2 separate regions of the Mus musculus genome follow, and region 1 is linked to region 2. The links are chromatin contacts, called in public HiChIP or PLAC-seq maps. All regions are on one chromosome and are shown on one strand. The core of a region is the stretch at or near the end of the contact, and the rest is flanking DNA. Distances in the headings are between cores, read along the strand shown.

What was found. HiChIP or PLAC-seq counts read pairs in DNA pulled down with a chosen protein or histone mark.
Region 1: a FOXA1 HiChIP or PLAC-seq map of pancreatic cancer cells shows a contact between it and region 2. The contact joins two enhancer-like sites. A contact is called at or near these places in 1 of 484 Hi-C or Micro-C datasets (CD4 T cells) and 3 of 115 datasets of contacts at active chromatin or transcription factors (bone marrow-derived macrophages, memory CD8 T cells and pancreatic cancer cells).

What each region holds. Positions count from the first base shown.
Region 1 is chr2:18,939,803-18,946,309 of GRCm38.p6, forward strand. All of the region lies in intron 1 of Pip4k2a (phosphatidylinositol-5-phosphate 4-kinase, type II, alpha), which reads right to left. Among named protein-coding and RNA genes, the nearest start is that of Pip4k2a, 55 kb to the right of the region's middle. Within about 2 kb of position 4,284, at least 48 of the 459 cell types and tissues checked have an H3K27ac peak or open chromatin away from gene starts, as enhancers often do. A contact at or near this core is called in memory CD8 T cells, where this site is marked.
Region 2 is chr2:18,763,384-18,769,911 of GRCm38.p6, forward strand. No RefSeq gene overlaps it. Among named protein-coding and RNA genes, the nearest start is that of Gm3363, 5.8 kb to the left of the region's middle. Within about 2 kb of position 3,743, at least 399 of the 459 cell types and tissues checked have an H3K27ac peak or open chromatin away from gene starts, as enhancers often do. A contact at or near this core is called in memory CD8 T cells, where this site is marked.

The sequences.
Region 1 (6,507 bases), core at 3,034-5,533, 180 kb after region 2:
CATGGGGCCCGCAGATGTGGACCACCACGCCTGGCTTTAAAGATGCCCCAAACCTCTCTAGGCTATTCCTCCAGCACAAATGGCACTTTCCGATTTCCAACCTCTCATGGGAATTTACAGGCAGCTGTAAATGCCTTACTGGAATACTGTTCTTTTTCTGCCCCAGTTTCCTCAATTACAAAATGGAGACAGGATCAGCCCTACACACCTCCCCATGGAACATCGGAACTTACCACAGCAGCAGTCTATAAACAAGACAGATCTCACCTCAGTGTTAGTGAGGTGATTAAGGAGTTTCTGGTCTCAGTCATCCTCTCTCTCATTTAAGTACCATTTCATTTGTATATCTACACAGTACTGATCTCAAAAAACGTCTTGCATGCTCTGTAGTTCATTACGTATGTACTGTTCATGTGTGTGAGCATGTGTGTGTGTGTGTGCATGCATACAGATGTGGGGGCCTGAGGGTCAAGTCAGTTTTCCTCCATAGACTCTGACTTGTATAACTGAGCTCACAGAGACACAGGGCTTAAATGTGTGCTTAACAAGCAGTAATTAGCATCCATGAGTTTATAAGCTACACGTGACAATTCTTATCTATCCCATGCAGTAACTGTGATATCCCAGGGGATAACTACTTCTGGGAAGCAATGTCTTTGTGATGACGTGGCTGCCGTAACTCTAAGAAATTAGCGATATTGGAAGGTTTAACTATCTGTGATTTAAAAAAAAAAATCACTAAGCATATCGTTTCCTAAGTTGATGATAATAATTACTGTTATAACAGTCAATGTGTACTAACTAACACTAAGCATGGAAAAAGTCCCTCTTCCTGACCGGTAAACTTGTGTGCAGCCCAGAGAACTGGGAAATAGTATTTGTCCAGTGAACATTATGTTAAATAAAAATTCCAACTAAAAACAAAAAAAAACATGTCCCAGCAAGGACCATCCCTGGGGTTGTAAATTAAGCTCAGGGCCATTGCACGGACATTTCTGTTTGCCGGAAGAGATAAGAAGGAACGCACGGAAAGGGGAAAGCCTCAGCCATCGGAGCGGGTGATAAGGAATGAAGGAAGTCAAAAGATCAAATTCTCCATCCCGAGGGAAGCCATTTCCTTCCCTTGGTCCCAGCCCTCCACTGAGGACCCCTCAGCCCCCAGGCCACAGTGATGAGAACATCTGCTCTTGAGCTCCTACACAGCTCTTTCTGATCTCCCTTCGGCAGCACTGGCTGTCAGGTCACCTTCTTCTCTTGCATTACATGCCACAGATACAACTGTCCACAGTGAAAGGAAGGGACAGGAACGCAACTGGGCCCTGTCGCCCACAGTCCAGTGGGTTACAGCACCATGTGGTGATCTTGCCCCAAGATCATGTGTTACGGAAATTTTCACCCAGACTGGCTCTTGTTGGTTTGACATTTCCAGTGTCTGGCTTTGAGACGAGGTCTCACTACTGTGCCATGACTGGTTTCGAATCTGTGTCTCCAGAACGCTATTGTACCAGCCTCCCAAGTGCTGTGATTGCAGCTAAGCTCCACAGCACCAGACTCACCTGAATTCCCAAGATCTGTGGGTCAGAATTCACATGAAGGGGAAACAGCTGTGGTTTCAGAGGTGCCCAAGAAGCACCTCTGAAGCAACTCTGAAGAAGCAACTGGCTTCTGGGTGAGTGAGACGGTGTTCCCGCCTGCTGCCCAGCCATGATATAATAATAAGCAGGAAGGGAAACCCCACAGTGAGGGTTTCTGGAATGGTAAATGATTTTGCTGGGCACAGATGCCCAAGGCCATTAATAATTCCAACTTAATTGTGAAAACAGATGCTATAGTAAAATTTTCAGGAAAACTGAATCGCATAATTATTTCCAGAGAGGCTAGGACAATGTTCCTGGAGAATGAATGACTTTATTTCCTCGAGGCTGGTCACTCCACCCTTACTGAGCTTTGTCCTGGGAGAGGATTAATTCTTAAGAAAATGGAAAACTCAGCGCTCACTTTCAAAAACATAATGGGGAAGGAGAAAGGTGTGAGAACACAGAGTCTGGGGGCAGACAATAATCCCAAAATGAGACTCCTTAACATTATCTAAGAATGGTTTCTTAACCCGAGCCTAAATGAAAAGGTTTTATTTCATTATTTATTTGTGTTGAAGGCAAGGTCTATGTAGCCCAGGCTGGCCTATAACTGGCCTTTGCATCCCTCATATGCCACCATTATAAAAGGTAGCGGGAATGGAGGTCGCTTATGAGACTGAACAGAATTGGTTGTGTCTAAGAAGCAAACTCTTGCAAGTTTTAAAGCATCCATGGGTGGTTAGGCATGTAATTTCCAGCAGGATGCGACCTTCCTGCTTGCTCTGCCCAAGCCTTTCCTCAGAAGTGAGGCAGCAAGGGTGAGATTTTTCAGACCACAATGCAGTATCTTTTCATCTTTTCTAACAAGATCCCACTATGTAGTTAGGCTGTAGATAGGCCTCATGAGGTAGCCCAGGCTGTCCTTGAACTTGCAATCCCACATGCTCTGGTCAGTCTTCCTGATTTTAATTGGGAATTATAATGTGGTATCACAAGGTATTATAGGAGATTTGAAAGAAAGCTTGTGGGGTGACATCTGTCAAATCTAAATAAATGTATGGCAAACGTGGATCATGGGGTCTACTAGAGGAAAATACAGAAACAGAAGAGAGCTAGTGCCTCAACGGAGAGAAGAAAGGATGACAGGTTTGGGGATAGGGGCAAGGAGGGAGGTACCTACCAAGTGGAAAGTAAAGCCTGGATCAATACTGATAATGGTTCCAGAGATTCTCAGGGACGCCTAAGTTCTTATTTCAATACACAAGTCACTGCTTCCGTGTGTCCACATGGAGATTTTCTAGGCTAAAACCTCACTTGTGACAGTTGCCGTGCCTTCTAGACCCGGCCCTGTAGAAGCCTAATGTTCCAGGCTTCTAATGCAGGCTGATCTTTTCACAGGTTCACAGCTGCGTGGTCTTTGTTTTGTTCGAAAATGCAGGTAAAATATAAAGAGCAGAAGTGACTGCTTATCTTCTGGGTGTATTTGTTTCTAGGCTTTGGCACCTTTAAGAAGTCTACAGATGGCTGAACTCATGTTGTAAGCAATTCTGTAGCTTGGTTTATCTCCTTGAAAACTTTCTCCAAAACGTGGAAATGAGTGGGTGCTCAGCAATCATTTATGAAACATAAACAAGACTGGGTGGGCAGGAAATATCCCAGCATGCATCTGTACCTCGTACTTACTTACAGGTGGACTACAGTTACACCACTCCCCAGCCATTCCAATGGGACATTATTTTAAGTCAAGAATTCTGGTTTTTTTTTTTTTTTGGCTCCTCTGCTGGTCTTAAGGGCACAGTCTTTTTTTTTTTTTTTATGTAGTGTTGCAGTGTTCCACTGGAAAGTTCCATGGGAGGGGTCACAAGGGGCTGCAAGAGACATCATCAATTCTGACACCAAGTGATGGGTGTTACCCTCCTGGGAGAGCCAAACCAAAAGTACATCTATCTTCTCTATGAACTGCTGATCCTCAATGAGTGCGGCCCTCTTTGCACCTAGTGTGTGCTATGTCATGTTCTGTTTTGACACTGTGTTCTTCTCTTGGATCCCAACTGCTAGACCCCAGCTATTCTCCTTGGCACCTCCTCAGCTAAGAAAACAGCTTCCCACAGTCTGACCTGGTGCATCAGGCCCTTTCTGATTCCTGACCCAGCCGAGCCCCAGAGCTGGAACTTGACCTGTGTCCAGAAAACAAGCACCCCTGCCCACCAAGAACATGGTGGTTGCTTCTGCGACTGACATAAAATCCAACTGGGCCAGCTACTGTCAGGCCTAAGGTCTGGATTCCCACAGTTAAGGGAAGCAGCTCTGCCCTGCTCGACTCAGTGATGGGAAAGGAAATGCCGGGCTTCTGGGTTATCTTGATATTTCAAGGGCAAAGACAAATGGAGCATAGAACACAGGGCAAAAGGGGCAGCTTGAAGCCGGCAAAAGCTGCCCATGGGAGCCTCTGGCTGCAGCAACACCTGGACTTCCCTTTCTGATTAAAACAGTTAATTTTCTGTCACTTGCAAACTTGATTTTGAAAACAGAGTCCCAAATGACTTGCCTGATCAAGTGTACACTGGCTCCAGGGTCAGATTTTATTTTGTTCTGAATCTGCCCTAACGCACAAGATGGTGCGTGGCATGGCACACAGTGATTGTCACTTTGCATTGGAACACAGCACTCTCTTAAGCAGCAACTGACTGTGCCCTCTGAGAGACAATCCTGTAGGCAGTACAGCACTTCCTGCCTCTGTGACAGGAAGCATCACCTCCAGATGTCCCCAAAGAAGGTCTGGGCACCATCCCAAAACAGTTAGGACAATGATGAATTTTAGGAATGGAGCCACCCATGTTTCCTCTGTCCTTTGTATTTGAAGGGGCTCATACCAGACTTTACAGGAACTTCATAAAGTCTGTAGTTTTGCTTTTGTAAACTTCTGACAATTCCTCCAAAAGCAACTTTAGATTTTTCTCTTTGTCCACACGAGCTCCAAAGGGCTTTTACTCTCCCTAGTCCAGAGCAAAGACAAAGATAAACCAAGAGAAATAAAAACTAAAACCAATTTTGATGAAAAGCTCATTAACACTGGTATCTTTTTTCTCAAAAGAAAAATGTTTTTTCTTTATTTCCCCCCTTCCTTTTCCTGGTGCATGGTAACTACTATTACTACTACCAATAGAGTGGATGCACCCAGGCTAAATTTTACCTTCAGTATTTTGGGGTGGATATGGATATATAAATGAGTGTTATTTAAAAACTAATTTTTTCAGCTGGCTTTAGAAATAGGGCTTACCTATTTTGGAGGACTACAACCTCTCCTGAGGTTACTATTACACAAATAATGTGGCAGCAGAGGTACCGACAGAACAAGAAACAGGCAATGTGTTCCTGAGCAACCTCTGAATAAACCACGCAAGTGCTTTGCTCACACCACAAGAGAACTGTTTCCTAAAACTTGCTGTGTTGATTGAAGAATTAAACATTGGAAGCTTTGCTCTTTGAGATGTGGAGGCACAGGCCATGCCCATGACAAGTTGCTCTGGAAAAACACTGCCAAGTAGAAAACATAAGTTACAGAAAGTCAAAGATGCTGGAGGTGACATAAGGTAGCAAAAAAATAAAAAAGTAAAAAATAAAAAATAAAAAAAGATACTAGGCCAGCATTTTCACCCCTGGATATAAACATTTTGCAAAATAATACTTTTGACATCTGAACTACAAGTCTGATGAAGAAGCCAACCATGGTTAGTAATGTTTTATGTGCATTAACAGAAATCTGAAAACTTAAAAAATGCAAATTAAAGCAATGCCAATAAATTCAAAACAATAGTTAGAATATAAGATTTAACCTACCGAAAGACTAAAATATATGGATAGTGAGTTTAAGATCAGCAGTTAGAGGAAATGTTCGAATTTTTGATTTTAAACAAATGAACAATGATTATCCTCTCTGGCCACATCAAGCCTGTGGTACTACATAGTTGCTACCCAGCTGTAGACCCAGCGGTCTCTTTATCATAAGCCCAGAAATGCCACAGGTGTTTTACATACATTTTCCCTGGAAGTCTGCAGGAGAATCTCATTATAGGTGGATTTTTTTTATCTTCATTTTACAGAAGACAAAATTGAGCTCAGAGAAGTTCAATAACTCACTGAGGTCATAGTTAATCCTCTGAATATTGGACAATCTAGCACTGAGCTTTTAATATCCTCTCCATAAGGGCTCCATAATGTCCTTAAGTAAGTTTCCAGGCCTTCTAAGCTCCCAGGGACAGCTCATGCCTGACATGAGAGTCCAAGAAACGTGGAGCCATGCCTCAGATCCCTCCCTCCCATGCACAGAGGGGTGATGGGCAAGCTCTGCCCATTCTGGCTATGAAACTATTTATTCAGTTTCCATAAAGGACAGATCTGGTTCTAGAGGCTGTTTGCAGGGCTGGCCATGAGCTGCCTTAGAAAGCTTTCTCCCTGACTTACATCCCTGCCACCCAAGAGAGTCCTCAGCCCTGTGGCTGCAAGGTCTCAGACACTATCCTGACTCTCCTTTAAGGTCAGCCTCCCAGACATTAGCTCCTAGGGAGGCATGAATGTGTCTCCTGCACTCCTATGACTCCGGCACCTACTCCTTGCCACAATGCCAGGTACGTAATCAGGATTCCAAAATAATGTTTAGTGGATCAAAACTTTCTGTTTTGAAAGGCACGCAGGAAATTAGATTAGAGAAAAGATCTTTGTCTTCTGTGACTCACAAGATCCTACTGAACAAATACCAGGTCTATCTCATTCTGCATGAGAGATAAGTTCCTAAAAGGTAATGAATGAATTTTGTGAGCTAAGCCAACCTTGTGGTAACTCCCATTAATTTCACCTTTATTTCAGCTGTAGCACTTCATCATCTGTGTGGCCACTCCTTTGTCATACCAATATACTATATGTATGTATG
Region 2 (6,528 bases), core at 2,493-4,992:
GCATTTCCCCATCGCTTTGACATAGTCTCCCTGATATTTACATTCTATCTTTTTAGGTATTTCAACATAAATTTAAATAACAGTGATAACAGGTATCCTCATATTTGATTTTAATGAAAATGCTTCTATGGTTCTATAATTAAGTATAAAAATTTTAAGACGAGAACAGAAGTAGAGGAAAGAATAAAATGGCACTCGTCCGTCCACCACCTTCAAACCTTCCACATGTTTTTTGCATATACTTTCAAATTGATACAAATTCTACCCTTCTGGATAAAGGCTTAGAAATACATACTCAGATACTGAAATTTATTTTCATTACTAGGCATCAATCTAACTAATAGGTAAAAACATTCAATGATGTCTTCTCCTAAATAATAAGCAAAGACATTCCACTGCTATGTGATGGCAGAATACTGGATAACGGTCTAATTGGTTACCAATTAGGGAGTGAAAAATTGTGATTCATTCATGTAACTGTACTCAAAAATATAATTACATAGTAATTATAATTAATAATTAATTATAATTAAGGTAATTTTAAAACATACTCCTTATCACTGCTGTCTCCTTTGTGTTTTGTAGTTTTATTTATGCTCTGTATATTTCATTAAATAAAAAATTCAGGGATTTCTCCTCCTTGACCTTTCTTTTTGAATTGATCCATTTTATTGGTCTCTATCTAATTCATCCATTTCTCATGCAATCATTCTTCAGTCCTTTCTTGACGACAATGACGACGATGATGGTGGTGATGATGATGATGATGGTGGTGGTTTGGTTGTTGTGTTTTATGTGCTGCTCAGTTCACTCAATTTCCTTCCTTCTCATTGAAATCTCACCTGTTAAACAATGCCGGTAAGCTAGCTGTGGTTGCAAGTGACCTTCAGATATTTCTAACAGTTTGATCTGCTCGGGGGGGGGGGGTGGAGATTTGTTAACACTGAACATGTCATTTAAAATAATGTGACTCAGACACTAGTGGCATAAGAATTCTAAAAGTGTTTGAGTAATGGGACACAATTGCGGCCAGCTTTTGACCTACTACTGAGGCCAGTGCCTATTTTGTAAGTATAAAACTGCATGGTTGCTGAACACTGTCTATACTCATAAATTTGGGAAGAACTAGCAGCCATAAATTAAGGAGATACTCTTCTGTTCCTTTATTAAGATAACGTTTGATATTGCATAGATATGAATAACCTAAGATATCCCTAAATGTCTTTTTCTTTCTTTGAAAATGTACACATTATCTGTACAGCCTCGCTTCATTTTTTGTCATAATTAAATTCAGATGGGATGGCTTTCAAGTGCAAATATTAAAAATTGTAAACACAATAAGAGAAAAAGTTTTCATTGCAAACACCAATTCACTAGCTACAGATGTAGATGAAAGCAGATTATGTATTTTAAGTGGCTTTCAAGGCTAGAATTTTAAGCAGTAAACTGCAATAGAAAAGCAAGTTTGCAGGTATGTGATCTTTACCAAGGCCTGCAGCAGAAATCATTACATTCATGTGTTTGCAGATTATGTAACAGGTTTTAAGTGGCCAAGAGAGGGAGGATTTTGTGGTTAGAAAAGTGGAAATGTTCTATTTAACATCTGACCCTACTGAGTCCCATCTCGAATTACTGTTGATCAAATTACAGATGATTGGCAAGCCAGGTGGGAGGCAGAATGTGTCTGATGAATCTTCAATAAACATGTTGCCACAAACCTGTGCAATTATTATTAAAATCATGAACCTAATGCTCTTATATTTAAAATAGTGTCAAGAAAAATTGTTTTGCAAAGCACTGTGAGCTAGAGGTTGCGGTAAAAGGCTCATAATTTATCTTCTCCTAGTGATTTTAGAACAAGCAAAACAGCTTTGTGAAGATGCACTAAAACATATAATTAGAGATCCAGATTAACAGTTTTATAAGCATAATTGAAAGTATTTTTGTTTTACACAAACATGCATCTCAACTTTTCATACTTCCAAATGTTGAAAGCATGTAAGAGCCTATGATCTAGGAATTAGCTTGTATGAGGAAACACCAATTGAAACCAAATAAATAGAAGCCCAAACTTTTATCTCTCTCCCAAGCCCAAATATTTGGCAATGATTCTCAACCGATTGCCTTCTAAACTAGCACTTTAATGAGACAGTAATCCAGAGCCAAAACAGAGAGAGAAAAAAAAAAGTTTGTCATGGTTGTGAAATCTTTAGGAAAGTATACGTAACACCCAAACACTGCCAAAGAAAAGCTAACCTTGAGGGCAATTTTAAGTGTTAAGATTTGATGAGAAGATGGAATCCCAGGGCATCAAGAGCAAGGAGAAACAGAAAGGAAAACAGATACAAAGTAGCACGTTAGTGAACACTTGTGAGAAAGTACTGCTGACTGTTCCTAAACAGAAAGGAAAACAAATACAAAGTAGCACGTTAGTGAACACTTATGAGAAAGTACAGCTGACTGTTCCTAAACAGAAAGGAAAACAGATACAAAGTAGCACGTTAGTGAACACGTATGAGAAAGTGTAGCTGACTGTTCGTTCTGCAGCTTTCAGGCAAAGCTCAAGCCTTGGGAGTGTCCGTGGTAGAGACTGATATGCCGGGTAGTGTTTGTTTTCTGCCTCTGTGAAGGTTTGTCTCATACTGTTCTAACTCACCTTGCGCTGGGACCTTGGGCAGATAGAGGCAGAACATTCCACCATCAGGGCCCCTATAAGGAAGCAGGGTTGAATCTTTACCCTCATTTGTTGGGGGTTATCTGTCAGGGAGGGAACAGGAGTGGAACCCTCCGCAGAAAGGCCAGCCCTGGACACCACGAAGCAGAGGTGGTGGTGAGGTTGGTGGGGCTAAGTAAATCTGGAGAAGTACATCAATTGCTCTGGGTGTTCTTTAGGCAACAACATTGCCATATTGTTCTTTAGGATATTTTCTTTCTATTGTTGGAGTGAATCTACTCTTAGAGGACTTAGTTCTGAGAAGGATGCTTTTAAGGCTCATGTAAATTTCCTAAGCAGTAAATATTTTTTTCCTATCAGCTTGTCTCTCAGTCACCTACCCCCTAGCAGCAGCTTCTCCCCCAAAACAGACACCCTACTTCGGCCAACTTTTGAGGACATTATTTTACTTACAGTTTGAGCAGAATAAACTTTATATACCTTTAGATTACACTTCTGTGAATTGTGGCAACTGTGATGTAATCACCACTGCTTTTGAGCTATAAAGTTATTGTCCAGCCTGCAGTGTACTACTTTCGTTTTCTGGCCAGGCAAAGGCTTTGTTTACAGCTTTTAAACATGGACTCTAGTTGGTCGTGATCTTTTCTGCGATTTTCCTCATGTTATGTTTTCAGATCCTTGTGAGTTGTTACCTGTATTAACACTGAGTTAATGCTAGGTTCCTTCTTGAGGGTGTGATGTGCTTTTAGACAGTGTTACCTGCATTATCCTCATTACTCCTCACCATCCTGACCAGAACAGCACTCCACTGACCAGAACAGACACTGGTAAAACCTGCTCCCTGGAAGTGGGCGCAATCACCCTCGGATGCAATCCAGGCCCAGAACGTCCCCGAAGCTGGAGCTGGGCGGCCGCTGGGCCACTGGAGTGCGCAGATGACGGATCCTCAGGCTCACAGAAGGTAGAATCCTGGCCAGAAAATAACCCGAACTCGGTCTAAGGCAGCGGTTCCGGGAGCAGCATGCTTATAAGAGCAAGGACAAACCGCACTACACCCGGCGTTTCCCTCCGCGCGCGGACGGCTCTACTTCCCGGCTGGGCGCTTGGCTCGGGGATCGTGGGGCTCGTAAGCTCTCCGTGGGCGCCTTTCCCGATGTCGTCGCTGGGCTTCCCGGGAGCAGGGGTGGCCGCGCTGCCGCCGCGCGCTGCACAGAGCTGACCTTGTTCTGCGCGGTGTCTGCTTGAATGGCGTCGGGAGTTGGGGTCGGGACGCGTGGGCCCAAGGCGCCCCGGCCTGCCATCCCCTCGGGCCCCGCAGCGGACTTTCGTTTTGTGCTGAGCGCCAGGGCATTGTTCCCCTACTCATGGACTCACCGGGTGGCTTTGTCTGTCGGCCTTCCTGGGGCGGAAGGAGGGCAAAGGCTGGGGCGTGGATTTGGATTGTGCACCACCTTCTCCTTTAGCTTTGAGCCACTGGCCGTTGTCCCCTTTAGGGTTTTGATCTTTGGGTTTTATTGTTTTCTTGTGCTCAAAATTGCGTACAGAAGCTAGTTTTCTGGCTCTTTGCACCATCATCTTGTGTTAGGAGAAAGGAAAGAAAGGAAGGAAGGAGGGAAGGAAGGAAGGGAAGGAAAGGAGGGAGGGAGGGAAGGAAGAAAGAAAGAAAAGAAAAGAAAAGAAAAGAAAAGAAAAGAAAAGGAGGAAAAGAAAGGAAAGGAAAGGAAAGGAAAAAGAAGAGAGGAGAGGAGGGGAGAGGAGGAGAGGGGAGGGGAGGGGAGAGGAGGGGAGGGGAGGGGAGGGGAGGGGAGAGGAGGAGAGGGGATGGGGAGAAGGAGAGGAGAGGAGGAGAGGGGAGGGGGAGAGGAGAGGAGAGGAGGAGAAGAGGAGAGGAGAGGAGAGGAGAGGAGAGGAGAGGAGAGGAGAGGAGAGGAGAGGAGAGGAGAGGAGAGGAGAGGAGAGGAGAAGAGAAGAGAAGAGAAGAGAAGAGAAGAGAAGAGAAGAGAAGAGAAGAGAAGAGAAGAGAAGAGAAGAGAAGAGAAGAGAAGAGAAGAGAAAAAAGAATATGAGGCCTCCTCGGGATGGTGTGCAACCCTTGGCAGAAGCAATGTGACCTCGGGGCCTAGGGGAGGGAATTGACCTGTGTTAGAATTAGGGTTAGGGGTCCTATGATTTAAGACTATCCAAAGCAAACGTGGGAAGAAACTGAAGTCTAAGAAGTCATCATCTATTTGTTCATACAACCTGTCAGGAATGAGAAAACAAATAAGTAATAGCAAATAAATAATACCAGCAAGGCGGAATGTGAGCTCAAGGCTGGCTTTAGAACTACTTTTCGCCAATTACCTCCCACAGTCATGACATTTTAAACCTTTTGCATACAGTTTATGTATTTGCTTATTGGTTTCTCTCCTTCCTGTAAACCTACTAAAAAAAAAAAAAACAAAACAACAACAACAACAACAAAAAAACACAGGAGTTCACTTTTTTTCCCTGGAGCCTAGTATGTTATTTGGCAATATATACAGCATTGCAGATATTTACTGAATCAGCAAGTTAAAAAAAAAAAAGCATTACTTAAAGGTCCTGTGAGTTGAGGATAAACATACCACAGGACACAAGGAAAATGGTTCTTAACTCGCTTTTACTTTTTGACTCAAGAACTCATAAGGAAGAAAAAGATCTCTTTCCTCTCTTCTTCTTCTCAGTCTAGGGACTCTGATGTGAACTCACCTAACGTGCACAAGGAAAATGGAAGCCCACACTGTTCTTCACTGATGTGCAGTTACAGAGTTCCCTCCAGTCTGTGGCACTGCCAGGAGTGTTCATGGCCAGCCACTGTGAGTCTTTGAAGAGTACCTAGACAACATTATACACTCTTAAAGACACACCTGGAGGGTTGGAAACTGGGCGAACCTCCCTAGTTTAGAGAAAAATGATATGAAGTACTTAAGTGGGATCCCCTCCCCCCATCTCAGACAAGCCAGCTACCCACAAGGAATTCTCCTGTATCAATTTGTATTTCTTTGGAAGTTTTGGTTAGGCAAAGTCTGCAGCTTGGCTGGACAGGCTTGTAATTCCTATCAGACCATCTCTCCATAAGAAGTAAATTTAAGATTTCATGTATTAATGTTACGATCATTCCAGTAATTATGGCACCCTAATATGGAACACTAGAGACATCTTTTGAGGTCACGCTTTCAAGTGTATCTAACCAGTGAACTATGTAACCAGTGAACATCCAGTAGTGTCAGGGACTGTCACTGGTGCCACAGGTACAGCAGGGAGCAAACAAAGGTCTCCCTGCTCTCCAACAGCATTGCATTATCACTGTGCTTTTTCTCTATTTTAATCATTAATTTGCCATCTGCCTTCTTGACTAGCTGGGCCTCTTCACTAGGTTTTTTTTCCCCTTTCCTATTTCCTGTCTCTCAATTCATTCAGAATATAAATTTATGAAATAAAATGTGATGGAGGGATGGCTCATCAGTTAAGAGTAATGACTGCTCTTCCAGAGGTCCTGGGTTCAATTCTCAGCAACCACATGGTGGCTCACAACCATCTGTAATGGGATCTGATGCTCTCTTCTGGTGTGTCTTAAGACAATGACAATGTACTCATAATAAATAAATAAATCTTTTTAAAAAAGAATGTATAACATCATGAGAAAATGTTTAATAAAATAGTGGTAGGAGAAAAAATTGTGATGAAATAAAACAAAGAAAATAGCCATTTAAGAAGCTAACTTTTAGCAAAAGGATTATTGTTTTCAAGTTTTCTTTTTTATAAAGTCTGAATATTCTTTCAGTTGGCTGTGGCGTGAATGGAAATAATTACTATCTAGTCAACTTCTATCC